2 separate regions of the Mus musculus genome follow, and region 2 is linked to region 1. Evidence: chromatin contacts called from public Hi-C data. All regions are on one chromosome and are shown on one strand. Each heading gives the region's core, a stretch centred on a gene start, on an enhancer-like site or on the middle of the called end of the contact. The rest is flanking DNA. Distances are from core to core; before and after follow the strand shown. Region 1 overlaps Zfhx4 (zinc finger homeodomain 4). Region 2 overlaps Zfhx4 (zinc finger homeodomain 4).

What was found. A called contact is a pair of places that touch in the nucleus more often than the background predicts.
Region 2: a Hi-C map of the N1E-115 cell line shows a contact between it and region 1, with 2.7 times the contacts expected there. The contact joins two enhancer-like sites. A contact is called at or near these places in 1 of 15 datasets of contacts at CTCF or cohesin (the NIH/3T3 cell line), 1 of 484 Hi-C or Micro-C datasets (the N1E-115 cell line), 1 of 115 datasets of contacts at active chromatin or transcription factors (craniofacial prominence) and 3 of 9 other capture datasets (adipose tissue, liver and pancreatic islet).

What each region holds. Positions count from the first base shown.
Region 1 is chr3:5,226,291-5,234,076 of GRCm38.p6, reverse strand. All of the region lies in intron 1 of Zfhx4 (zinc finger homeodomain 4), which reads right to left. Among named protein-coding and RNA genes, the nearest start is that of 2700069I18Rik, 9.4 kb to the right of the region's middle. Within about 2 kb of position 1,851, at least 7 of the 459 cell types and tissues checked have an H3K27ac peak or open chromatin away from gene starts, as enhancers often do. A contact at or near this core is called in the N1E-115 cell line, where this site is marked.
Region 2 is chr3:5,302,394-5,309,668 of GRCm38.p6, reverse strand. The region is part of intron 3 of Zfhx4 (zinc finger homeodomain 4); the gene reads right to left. Among named protein-coding and RNA genes, the nearest start is that of 2700069I18Rik, 85 kb to the right of the region's middle. Within about 2 kb of position 4,123, at least 1 of the 459 cell types and tissues checked has an H3K27ac peak or open chromatin away from gene starts, as enhancers often do. A contact at or near this core is called in the N1E-115 cell line, where this site is marked.

The sequences.
Region 1 (7,786 bases), core at 602-3,101:
CTTCAATATCATTACAGAAAAAGTATTTCAGGAAAAATAATTACAAGAATTCCAACAGGAGACAGGCTTAATGATATTGATTCAAAAGATGCATGTTCCCAGGATCATGTTGAAGAAATAATGTTATCTCAAATCTACAGTTTCTATTAAAATAAAATTGTTCTGCTTAAAAAGAAGCAATTTAAGATTAGTGTCCAAAGAACTAGAGATATAAAACTAACTGAATACTTTTCTGGCCCCAATTATTTTATACTTTTAGTAGAAAAGTATTAGCATGGCACAACTACAAGACATAAGGTTTGCAGGTTTATTTAGTGACTGGTGTATCTATTAGGGCTAAGGACAAGTGAAGCTGTCAGGACATAATGAAGGTAAATGATTAGTTAGCACCAAGGCTGAACTCTTCTTCAATGCAATAAGAGTTAATTAAAGTTTACCATTAAACATCAACCAAAGCAGAATGTTGATCAGGTTTCAGCATTAAGTGCAAACAGACAATAGTTGGTAGCAATTAGTGAGGCTATCAAATGACATGCAATGATAATTATACATTTAAAACAGCTAAAGAGCTAGGAGAGAAAGTAATCAGCCTTTGTGAAGACAAATAGTCAGAGGGCAGGAAACAGGTATCCGATTTTCTCACTTTAGCACTGTAAATCAATAGAATGAAACAAGAAGGGGTTGTCTAGATACATTAACTGAAAGAGAACAGCTAGGTGGATCCAAAATGGAATAAACCTGCTAATATTGGCCTATCAAGGATAAGAACTCAGGTACGGAAAGAAAATCTGTTACTTTTCAGTTAATGTTTCAGAATGAAGTCTGTGTAAAGAGAGTTTAGCATCTTGGTTTTACGTAAATTCAGCAAGGTAACAAGTATGGCATTGCCATAATTGTTATTGAAATTAAGTACTAAAGTCCACTGTAATGTGAAAAGCATTTCAAACCTGAATGTTACCTCTGTAGATGCAAATACTGTTTCTCTATGTAGGTTTTACATAGAAGCAAAAATTGAAACTTTTTTAATGCAGCTAAATTTAATGTCCAGATGTTGGGCATATATATTCATGTTCAGTATATGTACACATGTTTAGCATATGACAAGAAAATTTTACAATTAATACTATCTCAAACCTGTAGCTTCAGTTTGGCTTAAATCATTAATCCCCCACATGACATATACCTTGGAAATTCCATAGTTTCCCAGCTGCAGTCTAAAATGCATATTGAGAACTGTGTCCATTCTTACATTTCCTCCCCCATTTCACCAACTCGTTCTGTTATCCTCAGGATTTGTACATAGTGTTGTCTAATCCAAATCTTTCCCTGGAGCTAAATCCAAGCCATTGCTGGCTCCCAGTACAAAAATGTGTCTCTGCAAAGCCCTTTTGTTCCTTCTGTGCTCGTACACTCATTGGTCTTGACATCTTCACTCCAGTCATGACAAACAAGCTGATGCCTCTGATGTGACTGCACAGCTTTATCTACAGATACATCATTAACTCTCATCACCATCCTTAATATGGCTCTTCTAGGTTCCTGCAATGTATTGTGAAAGCTTGGAGAAAGAATTTGTGTGTGTGTGTGTGTGTGTGTGTGTGTGTGTGTGTAAATATGTGCTCCGTGTGTAATAAGAAACCAACTCCATTCAAAGAGAAAAGAGAAGTGAGTGTGAACTGGATTTGAAGTAGGGAAACTCTAGAGTAAACTGTAAGTCACCACTAAATCTCTGGCTACTGCACACGAGACAGGTCTTTTAAATGTATTTCCTGCACTCTCAACATGAGCATCTGAGTAGAGCATCATTTATGAAGTAATAGAAATGAAGCTCCTCAAATAAGTATGGCTAACCAGTGGGTGGGAAGCCTTGTTCTTCAGCCCTACTCCACGCTGATCCTAGTTTACTCTTACTCTCTTCCTGGTATGAATTCTCTGTTTACTTCAGTAGAGGGAAGGACTATCAAAGCCAGTTTTATTATGACATTGTCATATTTTATTAGAATTTTTAATCATTTTTTCCAATTATTATTCAATGTGAAACTCTTTAGGCTAATTGAATGTCAAACCTTTGATTTAGCATAACCACTTCTACCCCTCAAACTACAGACTGAGTAAGATCCAGGTGCAAGTTCTTGATGCATACACTCTAAGTCCATACAGTAGGTTCTTCTTCTAACTTCTTTTCTCAAATCCTCTGAGAACACACCGCCAATCTTATGCAATGCTGCCCTAACAGATCATAAGAAAGTCGGTTGGACTTTGAGGTAAAGTGGGGATCTCTCTTGGACCATGCAAGGAACTCTTATTCTTGTTCTTATTGGCATTTGCCCCCTGCTTAGAACAAGAACAAAGCCAAATGCTCATGTGAACTTTATGAATAAGTTAGAAGTGAGCCACTTTAAGTGCTATCCATGATTTCTTTGTTGACAGTGAATACTTGAACATTTTTCTGTGACAAAACCACTTCTAGAAAATTAGAATGATTCCTAAAGAAATTACTCCTTGCTTCTTTTAAAGAAGGAAATGTCCCACTCCACTTTTCTTGCAAATGTTTACCTTTTAGACTATTTGGGTCCTATCTCTACTTGACTGGCTTTATAAACCCATCCCAGTTCAATAAGAGCTATCAAAAGACATAAGACTGGGATCCCTTCAAACCAATGTTTTGTAGTGTGCAGATCAAACCATCTAACCAACAAGCCAACCAAGCATTTTAAACTAGAAAACACAAACAGACACAGAGAGAGAGAGGGGGGGGGGGCAAATGATTCTCATATTCAGAGCACAGAAGTTTTAGACAGAAGAGTGCTAAACCCCTCAATGTGAAAACTCATGGCAGGGCTCACATTCTTATGCCCCCCCCCCCACACACACACCCTGGATCACCTATCTACTCTGAATTATGTGCTCTTTCTCAGGAATTTCTATGGGCTCCAGTTTCCTTCTCAATTGAAAGGGGAATTGTGCCCTTCTGATGACAGCAATCTTAACATCTAAAACAAAAAGTCATTTATATTGCTCTGAAAGTTTTCTCTAAGGAATTTTCCAGAAAAGAAACAACCAATTTGAATTTGTGTACTTTTTCAGCACCTTGGTGAGACACATAGCAGAATCTGTTCGTATAATAAACTGAAGATTTCTGTGTGCTTTTAAGAACACTAATAAGTCACTCAGAATTGCTAATAATTTACCCATCAATGTGGATACAGTAGTGAAATAGATATGACCACTGCCTCCTTAAAGACTGCAATTTATTTGAATATCTCTCAAGCACATACAATCCAGGGCTAGTTATATTTCCATAAAAACAAACAATAATTTTGTTTATAAATGTGTATCAGAGTACAAGATTATTATGAGTTAAATTATTTTTAAAATTGTATCAAAAATAGATTCCAGTTTCTAGATGGTCCAAGAGATTGTATTTATGTATTTACTAACTTTTAGGCAAACGGTCATATTTGAAACTGGTTAATCCTCCATTAAATAATGCATTATTGTAAAAAATGCAAAATTCTGTGATTTGCCCTAAGAATTAATCCAATTGGATGCTAATAACTTATCTAGAAAATTTCCAAAGACGACTTAATGATTCTGTAGACATTTACATATATTTATACATGAATCTGGATTTTTTTCCTCCAGGCTTATAGGAATTTTGGTTAATAGGACACCATGGAATAGTATGACTTATATTCATTTCATGACATATCAAAATCTCTTAATAACAATATACAGAAAAATGTTTCCCTGGAAACACTTTGGAAGCACTCTGACTTACAGGCTCTCAAGCAGATTGAGTTCACTGAAAGACTGGAGCAAGCATTGTGGTCTCTTCTATTATTGTATTTAATGGACAACGAAGACCCTAGAATTCATGTGAATTCACCAAGGTCTGAATTATTTAAAAACTGCTTCTGCCCTAATTTGCTTCATAGAGAAATGAAAACACAGAAATGCATTAACTATCTAGGAGCTCTCATAGCTGAACCAATAATAATGGTGGAGTGGGAGCCACCTGCCAAGCTAGACCTGCTAAGGAAAACCTGCTGCCTCATCCTATCTCATCGCAGCAATGGGTTGCTCTATACACATTCTTGTAGATATACTTCATCAAACACTCACCATCTTAATATATTCAATCTAGAGCCTCGGTGACCACATATAGTGTCATTTCAAACTGATGTATTTTATAGTTCACAATACTCATATTCAGCAAATCTGGAGACACAGAATAGGAAAACAAACCTTCCAAAGACTTAAACACTTAGACAAGGTCACAGTCTAAATTAATCCAGGTAGCTTATAACTGACAAGATCTGTACCAGTCATTATGTTGCTAAGAAATTAAGTAGACTCTCATGTAAAATTTAAGTGGAAGTAAACAAACTTACTTAAAAGGAAAATGAGCCCAAAGTAAACAGAATGAAAGGGCGGGCGGGCTTGAATTATGTATGTTCTTTCTGTACACTATGGTGCCTTGAAAGCTTCACAGCCTTGTCCTCATCTAACTTACACAGAAAGGAAAGTTCCTGCTTGTTCACATCATGTTCATGATTATTTAAAATGCATTTTAAGTCACTGAGGTCATCAGTATTTTTATGAATCATAGAATCCTCTTGGCCATTTAGAGCACCTAGACTAACCTGTTATATAACACGGAAGTATGTGTAAGAGTTACAGAGCTGGGAAGCTGCCCAAATTCTGATTAGCCCCCTTCTGAAGCAGAAAGTACATTTTCTCAGAGAAAACATCCCTACTGGACTCCCTCCCAGATTTTTTTTTTTTTTTTTTTTTGCTTTCCTTTACAATACCCACAGTCTTGATTTTCATTAATACCACAATCCCTTTCCTGAACATACAAGAGTGAGTACGGATGATGAATGCTGAAATCCAGCTCTTCTCAACACACTTTTCTAGCATTCTGGCCATGTGGGTGACTTCTGGATTCAGTTCCAATTTTCAAAGGCTCTAGCTGAACTGAATGGACGGAAGGCTGTTTCATGACTCCAGCGTCTTTAGTATTCTTAGCAGTCTCAATAACTAACTTGCTTTTTTCTACCGTGTTTATTTTCATCAGTTCTTAGAAAATGAAGGAAATTTAGCTTGTGGGAGGAAAATTTCACAGTATCTAGGGAGCAAAACAAATCACTCATTTAGGTACAGGACAGGTGTGTGTGTGTGTGTGTGTGTGTGTGTGTGTGTGTGTGCATTCATGTGTGTGCATGCTTGCACTGTGAGTGGGCATGTGATCAAAGATTGAGCACAAATATATTTACTAAAACAAAACAAACAAAAAACCCTGTACTGACTGCTTTTGAGTGTCAACTTGACACAGGCTGGAGTTATCAGAGAGAAAGGAGCTTCAGTTGGGGAAATGCCTCCATGAGATCCAGCTGTAAGGCACTTTCTCAATTAGTGATCAAGGGTGAAGGGCCCTTGTGGGTGGTACCATCTCTGGGCTGGTAGTCTTGGGTTCTATAAGAGAGCAGGCTGAGCAAGCCAGGAGAAGCAAACCAGTAATGAAGGTCCCTCCATGGCGTCTGCATCAGCTCCTGCTTCATGCCCTGCTTGAGTTTCGGTCCTGACTTCCTTTGGTGATGAACAGCAGTTTGGAAGTGTAAGCTGAATAAACCCTTTCCTCCCCAACTTGCTTCTTGGTCATGATCTTTGTGCAGGAATAGAAACCCTGACTAAGACAAACCCCTCAGACATTTAATGGACTCAGAAATCTTAAGTATGAATTACATCATTCCTAAACTATTTGATTTCTTTAAGTGCTACAAATTTAAATGTAGAGAAATAATACAGGTTTCATGAAGGTATTCTATGAGGAAAGATGAAACTTAATATTTGTACTTGTTTGTGTTATTCTTTTGAATAGCCAAATTTTAAGATTCTCCAAAATCTTCCTGTTCAAAATTTTATTTGGTCTTTATTTTAAGAATACGAACAGATTGCACACAACAGAGTGTATGTTTTGGTATGTTAATGTTATTATAGCTACGAGTTTCCTTTCTTCTTAAAATGAAAGAACTTTATGGACAGTTAAAAATGCATACTTTTAACCCAAAAGTCAGTTTTCTCTGGTTTAGTAAATATTCATACCAAGTAGCAAGGACAAAATGGGGTCCATAAACCTTGTTTTTAGGGCTTGTGCTAGAATATATGCCACCCAGTTACCATCATCTGAATATGACCATGTCTCCTGGATAGCCAAGCGGCAGACATAAGCATCATGTTCCCCACACATAAACATGCTAGTAACCCAGCCTCCTGTCTGACTATCCATGCTTGCTTGGACCATTAGGGCATTCTGATATATACACTAACTCCAATTCTTAATATTTGTGTATTTATTTTTTTTAATCTCTAGAATGTTGAAGTGGATAATTATATTAGTGATGCCTCTTGCCAAACTTGACTTTAGTGTCAAAGCTATTTTTACATGTCATGCATACAACCAAAAATTCCTCCGTGGCAAGTATTTCATTTCACTCAAAACCCTTTGGGTAGAGGAGTGGAAAGCAGCCATTCCTGACCTGAGCATTGTATGCCAAATGGGAAACCATATCATATTTCCAAGGCAGCTTGTGAACCTCTGAAATGAGGGAATTAGCACAATATCAACTCCAACAAGATCTCAAGGAGCACAATAGTAATGCAAGAAAACAACGCAACTGAGTCCTCATTAAAAGCCCATTTGGTCTTGAGCCATTAAAGACCAGGAGTGAACTAAGATCTTGGTTATGTTGCCAGGGATAAGTAAAACAACTGCCAAGAGAAATTGTGCACTTTCAGTTCTCAAATGTGTCCATCTGTTCACATATAAACATATATTCTTCTCTGTCTGATTCTTAGAATCTTAAGAATACCCTAGGCTTTTGCCCATTTCTTAAGACTGCAGACATCACATACGTTACTATTAACCCATGCGAGATCCCCATCCAGGGTGGCTGGAATGGTGCCAGTCACAACACATGGTGCCTGCTTAACAATGTCTTAAAATATAAATGAATTTATTTTTTAAATTAACACGTTTTTCTTATGGAAATACTTTAATGAGCCCTTATTCGTGTAAAACATAACCTCCATGTGGATTTCGTTTTTGTTCTTTTAAGACTTTGTTTTCCAAGCATATCATAAAGTTAGTCATCAAAGTTTCTGAAACAACCCAGAATTTCTTGACAAATTTTTAAAAAGACTCCTGTAAAGACGTTGGGTGACTGTATAACAAAGATCAAACACTTTTCCTTTACAATTCACTGTACTCAAGAGGCAACCTGCACACTTGCATTTATAGAAGAACACTTGTCATTTCTCAAGTTTCCATATAACCTTTGTAACAGAGTCCCAGCAACTGAACCTAAAAGCTATGAGACAAATGGACGTTTTGCTGGCTAGCCCCAAAATGGCTAGGATGATATCTGGTGGAATCCTTCAGCTATGCGTTGGGGATTCCTTATTTGGATCATTTGTGGTGACCCCAATTTAGAACGAGCTTCTGTAAATTATATACAGTGATATAACACGCAGGCAAATAATGATCTTGCTGGCACTGATTTACATATATGCTAAAGAACCAGCTCTCATCTTCCAAGGAGTCTCAGCACAAAGTATTTTCATTGCCCTAATTATGGGTGAAGAAACTTCATCAAGAGACATGTTTACATTATCAACTGACAACCAATTATAGCTGTAACTAGTGACAAGGAAAAACTCAACTGCAAACTTTCAAGTGAGCATACAGCTTCTTAACATTTTCCAAAAGGCCTGCTTAAAATAC
Region 2 (7,275 bases), core at 2,874-5,373, 73 kb before region 1:
GTCCTTCCTTCTCACTGTGCTTTGCAATTCCTTCCTTTGTCTGAAAGGCAATGTGCAATGCATTCTCTGAAATGCATTCTCTAGACCCAGAACTGGATCAAGAAACATAGCTCTAGTGTCCTCTACTTATGCTCCTAGAAATAGGATCGAAGTGGAAAATCTTAGCAGCTATGTAGATACACAGCTGCTTTGAAGAAGCTGGTGCCACAAAAGAGCAGGGCATTTGCTTGAGTCTTGTTGGAGATAAGGAGACTTTCACCTTTAATGGCTATATAATTTTCTTCCTGGTTAAACCAGAGCTTGCACCTAGGGGCAATTTAATGTCTCCCTCAATTACAAGTATATATTTGTATTTAAGATCAACTGGTTCAAAAACAAATATGAAACAGAGAGAGAGAGAGAGAGAGAGAGAGAGAGAGAGAGAGAGAGAGAGAGAGAGAGAGAGAGAATAATGAGGTCAATCTCAGCATGATGATGCTTCCAGAAAAATGATTATAGCCCTTTCTCCTTACATAGTCTCCTTACATTCATTATTAGCTAGACTATTTGGTAAATGGCAACTGCTTTAATTCTACTGGAGAATGAAAATGCTTAAAAATGCATGTATAGGAAAGAATCTGTATACTGTGTAAGGCCTGGATTAAACACCAAGGAATACATAACTAGACTGACACCTCAAGGAAAGATTTCTAATCAACGGTCTTGCTCTTGGGGAAGATGACATTGGACAAACCTGGATCTTATAAATGGAAATTGAAATTGCATACACACACACACACATACACACAGAGTATTTCAAACACAAAATGTTTGATTTTGTTTATGTTTATATAAAAGATGTTTAAATTGGGTAACTCAAATAATTTTTGGTTGTAGCATAATTGAGGAAAACATACACATCTGTTTTTCTTTAATATTTTTAAATTCTTTCAATCTATAGGCTATATTCCTATTAATGTATTCGAATTTGTATATGTATCTTTGAAAGACTTGTTGCTTACAACTTACAAAATACTATTTACATATTTACATATTTCTATATTTGAATTTAAAAAGCTTCTGTGAAAATTCTGGAAGAAGATATTAATTTCTTTTTAAAGGCTAAATTTTTGGACTCAATATATTTTCCCAATTATCTCAATTGTAATTTTTAGTATTTGTTTTATTACCAAAAGTCCTTTTGTCTAATGGAGCAATAATTAGTGTATTATAAGTAAAAGTTTTTCTCTTCTGACTTCATACTTCCTATAATCTCCAAAAGGCTATCTATAAACCTTACATCATAACGGGTATAGTGGATCAGAAATTAGTCATACTTTCTTTGCAGCACCAGTGGGGATGGTGTCTTACTCATTCATGATGGTATCTATTAAACAAAATACACTTTTTAAAACATCACAATGTGTTTTTATTGAACTGCTGGCTGTCTTCCAGAAGAACAGACACATTCCAAGAAAGTATTTTGAGACTCTTGGTTTTATTTGTAAGTAATTTTTCTCGAAATGACCCTTCAATTTCTAGAGTGTTCAGTCCAAGAATACTCCAGCTAACTAGCCCCAACAGGACAGCTTCATTAAATACTCTCAAATGACCTTGTAACCTGATTCCCTTCCCACCTTGCCTTGATTTTTGACAGACAATAGTCAAAGCAAAGGCCTTTTGAGCTTCCTTTTGTTTGGAAATCAAGAGGCCAAATCTGTGAAACATCATCCCAAGAGCAGAGAACTAAAAAAAGATTTCAGCTTGAAATTACTGTTCTTTTGGTCATATTTTAAAACACAAGTCCTATTTCAAAAGTAGGTTTCATTGACAGTCATTCGAACATTAGCTATCTACACTCAAAAATTTAAACAGATTCATATAATGGCACAACACTAATACAAGGGAGAAATGAAAGAAAAAGAATATGTGATGAATTAATATGTTCATTTCACTTTGAAAAACTAAAGACATGACCATGTAGAGCAAATTTAGCATGGGTAAATCCATGCTTGTAATGGTGTTGCAGAAGCAACTCTCATTTCATGAGGAAGTTTTCTTTTGGTGTATAAAGAAATTTAAATAGTAATTAACTAGTAGCAAACTACAAACCAAATGGAAATATCAGATTTCCTAGATGTCCCTGATAACTGGATTCCTGGGGATTTCAATATTTAAAATATTATGATTAAAAGATCTTTTATTTATAAACAAACTTCCTCATAAGCCAAACAGGTTTAATCACTTCACATAAATGCTGTACAGAGTAATTGTAATTCATTCAAAAGACAGTTTTCTCCATGTAGGAACTGTCACACTCAAGTTGTCTGGAATACCTGACTCCCCAGTAATAAATGTCATTAGCAAGTGCCCATCACTGTGACCATCATCAGCAATTTCTCCATAGATTTCCAAACTACCCTAGGGTGAATACTTTCCTATTAAAACCTACAATATCCACCCAAGCTTCTTTTGGAAAGTCAATGGACTTTAACTTCCCTTGCTATTTTATGATTCAAAGATCCCCTCCAGCTACTCACAGGAGGGAACCCAGCTCCATGACACCTAACTTTCCAGCCCCTGACTCTGCCACAGCATTCATAAAGATTTTAATCTGATGGATGATTTGATGTGATTATATTTATGCCCAAAATAAAAACTTCACAGAGCTGAAGAGGAATTTGTGTGTTTGACCTTAGTTCTTAGGAGCAAGCCTGTCCTCAGCACAAAGTAAAACTTCAACCATAAAGGAGTAAGAAATGAATTCATTACATTCTTTGATATTCTTAGATACTGTTCTTTGGGTTTGTATATAGGTTTACTGTGATTTTGTGTGCATCCTTAAAATATCTAAGAAAAAAAATTGGACTAGTGAGTAGTGATGGCTCAGTGGGTAAAGTGCTTGTACTTTAAGCACTAAGTGCTTGTACTTTAAGCATAAGACCTAAAGTGCTTGTACTTTAAGCAAAAGAGCTAGAGTTTAGATCCTAGCACCCACAGTACCATGAGGCAAGAATGGCAGCCTATCTAACTATCAGCCCTGGAAAGCTGGAGACAGTATCCTGAGAGAAAATTTGCTGGTTAGACCCGCTGGATTTACAAGATCTAAGTTCAAGTGAGAGATTCTGCCTCAACATACAAGGGAGAGAGCAATTTAAAAAGATATCCAATGGTAACATCTGATTTCTGCATGTGTGTTCATGTGACACACACACACAGGCACATGGACAAAATCATGCACATGCACGCACATGCACATATACACATACATACTCATACACTTAGAAAAACTGTGGAGAAACAAAAATAAACAGTCATATTATGATGTCACTAAAAATAGCTTAACACACATGCTTAGGGTATCTCATCTAAAAGAATGATCATTGACATAAATTTGAAGTAAGGAGGTACTTTCAAATAATCATGGAAAATATTTGATTACTTCCTTCTATTCCCATTTATTCTACCCAAAACTCAGGTATATAAAATAAACTAAGCATTTATTCTTTTAGAAAACATTGAATAAGAACTTTTGTATTTTCATCTTGAATATATTAAAAATAAATTAATCAAAATTCAAAATGACCAAAAAAGTAAAATGTCAAAATATTATAATAAAATTGAACTATTCAAATGCACCACGAAAACAGAACATAGCTAGAATATCAGTCACCCCTTCTGATTTTCCAGATGGCTGCAGTTCCATCTCTTGGAATAATGGAGTGTTCACATGTTTGATAGTTAATTGTACTTGACTACTGTTTGGCATTCAACCAAATCTCTGTCCTGAAGGCAGATCATTTTGTTTAATGGCTCATCACCAAGACCTCACTAGCATGATGGCCTAGATCACAAAGATACTGTTAAAGTGAAAAGCTGAGACTTAGCTCATCCCAGCAGTAAGAAGTTCCACTTACTAAACAGATTACATAGGAAAAGGAAAGCAAATGAGTGATAGCAATCAGTAGTAGATTAAATCAAACATCAAAGGGGAGAGTATTTCTTTTATCCTTTTCACTTTTATTAAGAAATGATGTGCTACCTACTATAATTCTTCTTTTTAATACTGCAATTTAGCTTAAAACAATAGGAATGGCATCTGCAGAGGATAGACCATAAATAAGCTCAGTTTACAGTTTAAATTTGAATACAGAGTTTTAATAAATAGGCAACTATTTTCTCAATATAAACATACAGATTTTAAAAAGTATTTCAACCCTAAAAATTGCACCAGAGAACTTCTAAACCTGATAAACAGCTTCAGTGGAGTAGCTGATATAAAATTAACTCAAACAAATCAGTGGCCCTTCTCTACACAAAGGATAAACAGGCTGAGAAAGAAATTAGGGAAACAACACCCTTCACAATAGTCACAAATAATATAAAATACCTGGGTGTGACTCTAACTAAGGAAGTGAAAGATCTGTATGATAAGAACTTCAAGTCTCTGCTATGCCAGGGCCTAGCAAACACAGAAGTGGATGATCACAGTCAGCTATTGGATGGGTCACACGGCCCCCAATGGAGGAGCTAGAGAAATTACCCAAGGAGCTAAAGGGAACTGCAACCCTATAGGTGGAACAACAATATGAACTAACCAGTACCCGGGAGCTCTTGTCTTTAGCTGCATATGTATCAAAAGATGGCCTAGTCGGCCATCACTGCAAAGAGAGGCCCATTGGACTTGCAAACTTTATATGCCCCAGTACAGGGGAATGTCAGGGCCAAAAAGGGGGAGTGGGTGGGTAGGGGATTGGGGGGGGTGGGTATGGGGGACCTTTGGGATAGCATTCAAAATGTAAACGAGGAAAATACCTAATTAAAAAAAAAAAGAACTTCAAGTCTCTGAAGAAAGAAATCTATGAAGATCTCAGAAGATGGAAAGATCTCCCATGCTCATGAATTGGCAGGACTAATATAGTCAAAATGGCTATCTTGCCGAAAGGAGTCTACAGATTCAATGAAAATTCCAACTCAATTATTCACCAAGTTAGAAAGGGCAATGTGCAAATTCATATGGAATAACAAAAAACCTAGGATAGGAAAATCTATTCTCAAAAATAAAACAACCTCTGGGGAAATCACCAAGCCTGAACTCAAGCTATACTACAGAGCAATTGTGATAAAATCTGCATGGTACTGGTAAAGCTACAGACAGGTAGATCAATGGAATAGAACTGAAGACCCAGAAATGAACTCACACACCTATGGTCACTTGATCTTTGACAAGGGAGCTTAAACCATCCAGTGGAAAGAAGAGCATTTTCAACAAATGGTGCTGGGTCAACTGGCCCAATGGAGAATTGATCCATTCTTATCTCCTTGTACAAAGCTCAAGTCTAAGTGGATCAAAGATGTCCACATAAGACCAGAGACTCTGAAACTTAAAGAGGAGAAAGTGGGGGAAAGCATCAAAGATATGAGCACAGGGGAAAAATTCCTGAACATAACAGCAACGGCTTGTGCTGTAAGATTGAGAATCGACAAATGGGACCTCATAAAATTGCAAAGCTTCTGTAAGGCAAAAGACACTGTCAATAAGACAAAAAGGCCACCAACAGATTAGGAAAGGATCTCTACCAATCCTAAATGTGATAGGGAACTAATATCCAATATTTATAACGAACTCAAGAAGATGGACTCCAGAATATCAAATATACCTATTAAAAAATGATGGCCAGGCATGGTGTCACATACCTTTAATCCCAGCACTCGGGAGGCAGAGGCAGGTGGATTTTTGAGTTTGAGGACAGCCTGGTCTACAAAGTGAGTTCCAGGACAGCCAGGGCTATACAGAGAAACCCTGTCTCAAAAAAAAAAAAAAAAAATAGAGGTACAGACCTAAACAAAGAATTCTTAACTGAGAACATCCGAATGGCTGAGAAGGACCTGAAAAAATGTTCACCATCCTTAATTATCAGGAAAATGCAAATCAAAACAACCATGAGATTCCATCTCAGAACAGTCAGAATGGCTAAGATCAAAAATTCTGGGGACAGCAGATGCTGGCAAGGATGTGGAGAAAGAGAAACAGTCTTCCATAGCTGGTGGGATTGCAAGCTTATACAACCACACTGGAAATCAGTCTGATGGTTCCTTAGAAAATTGGACATAGTTGAATCAGAAGTTCTAGGAATACTTCTCCTGGACATATACCTAGAAGATGTTCCAACTTATAATAAGGACACATGCTCCACTATGTTCATAGCAGCCTTATTTATAATAGCCAGAAGCTGGAAAGAACCCAGATGTCCCTCAACAGAAGAATGGATGCAGAAAATGTGGTATATTTACACAATGGAGTACTACTTAGCTATTAAAAACAATGAATTAATGAAATTCTTAGGCAAATGGATGTATCTGGAGGATATCATCCTGAGTGAGGTAACCCAATCACAAAAGAACACACATGATATGCACTCACTGATAACTGGATATTAGCCCAGAATTTTGAATACCCAAGATACAATTTGCAAAACATATGAAACTCAAGAAGAAGGAAGAACAAAATGTGGATACTTCATTCCTTCTTAGAATGGGGAACAAAACACCCATGGAAGAAATTACAGAGACAAACTTCAGAGCCCAGCCTGAAAGAATGACCATCCAGAGACTGCCCCACTTGGGGATCCACTCCATAAACAACCACCAAACCCAGACACTAGGCAGATGCCAACAAGAGCCTGCTGACAGGAGCCTGAAATAGCTGTCTCCTGTGAGGCTCTGCCAGTGCATGGAAAATACAGAGGTGGATGCTCACAGTCATCCATTGGATGGAACACAAGGTCCCCAATGAAGGAGTCAGAGAAATACCCAGGGAGCTGAAGGGGACTGAAGCCCTATAGAAGGAACATCAATATGGACTAACCAGTACCCTCAGAGCTCCTTGGAATTATACCAGCAATCAAAGAAATCAAATTGTGGAACTTGTGGCTCTAGCTATATTTGTAGCAGAGGATGGCCTAGTTGGTCATCAATGGAAAGAGAGGCCCTTGGTCCTGTGAAGGCTCTAGGCCCCAGTATAGGGGAATTCCAGGACCAGGAATGGGAGTGGGTGGGTTAGGGAGCAGGGGGAGAGGGGTAGTGATAGGGTATTTTTGGAGGGGAAACTAGGAAAAGCGATAACATTTGAAATGTACATAAAGAAAATATCTAATACAAAAATAAAAAAGCTTTTCTTAAAATACTAATTTTAATTTATGGAAAGTATCAGATCACATATCATGTTTATATAATTGTAAAATTGATTTTTAGTGTATATTGAAGATCAACATGTAACTGTATTTCTCATTAAAA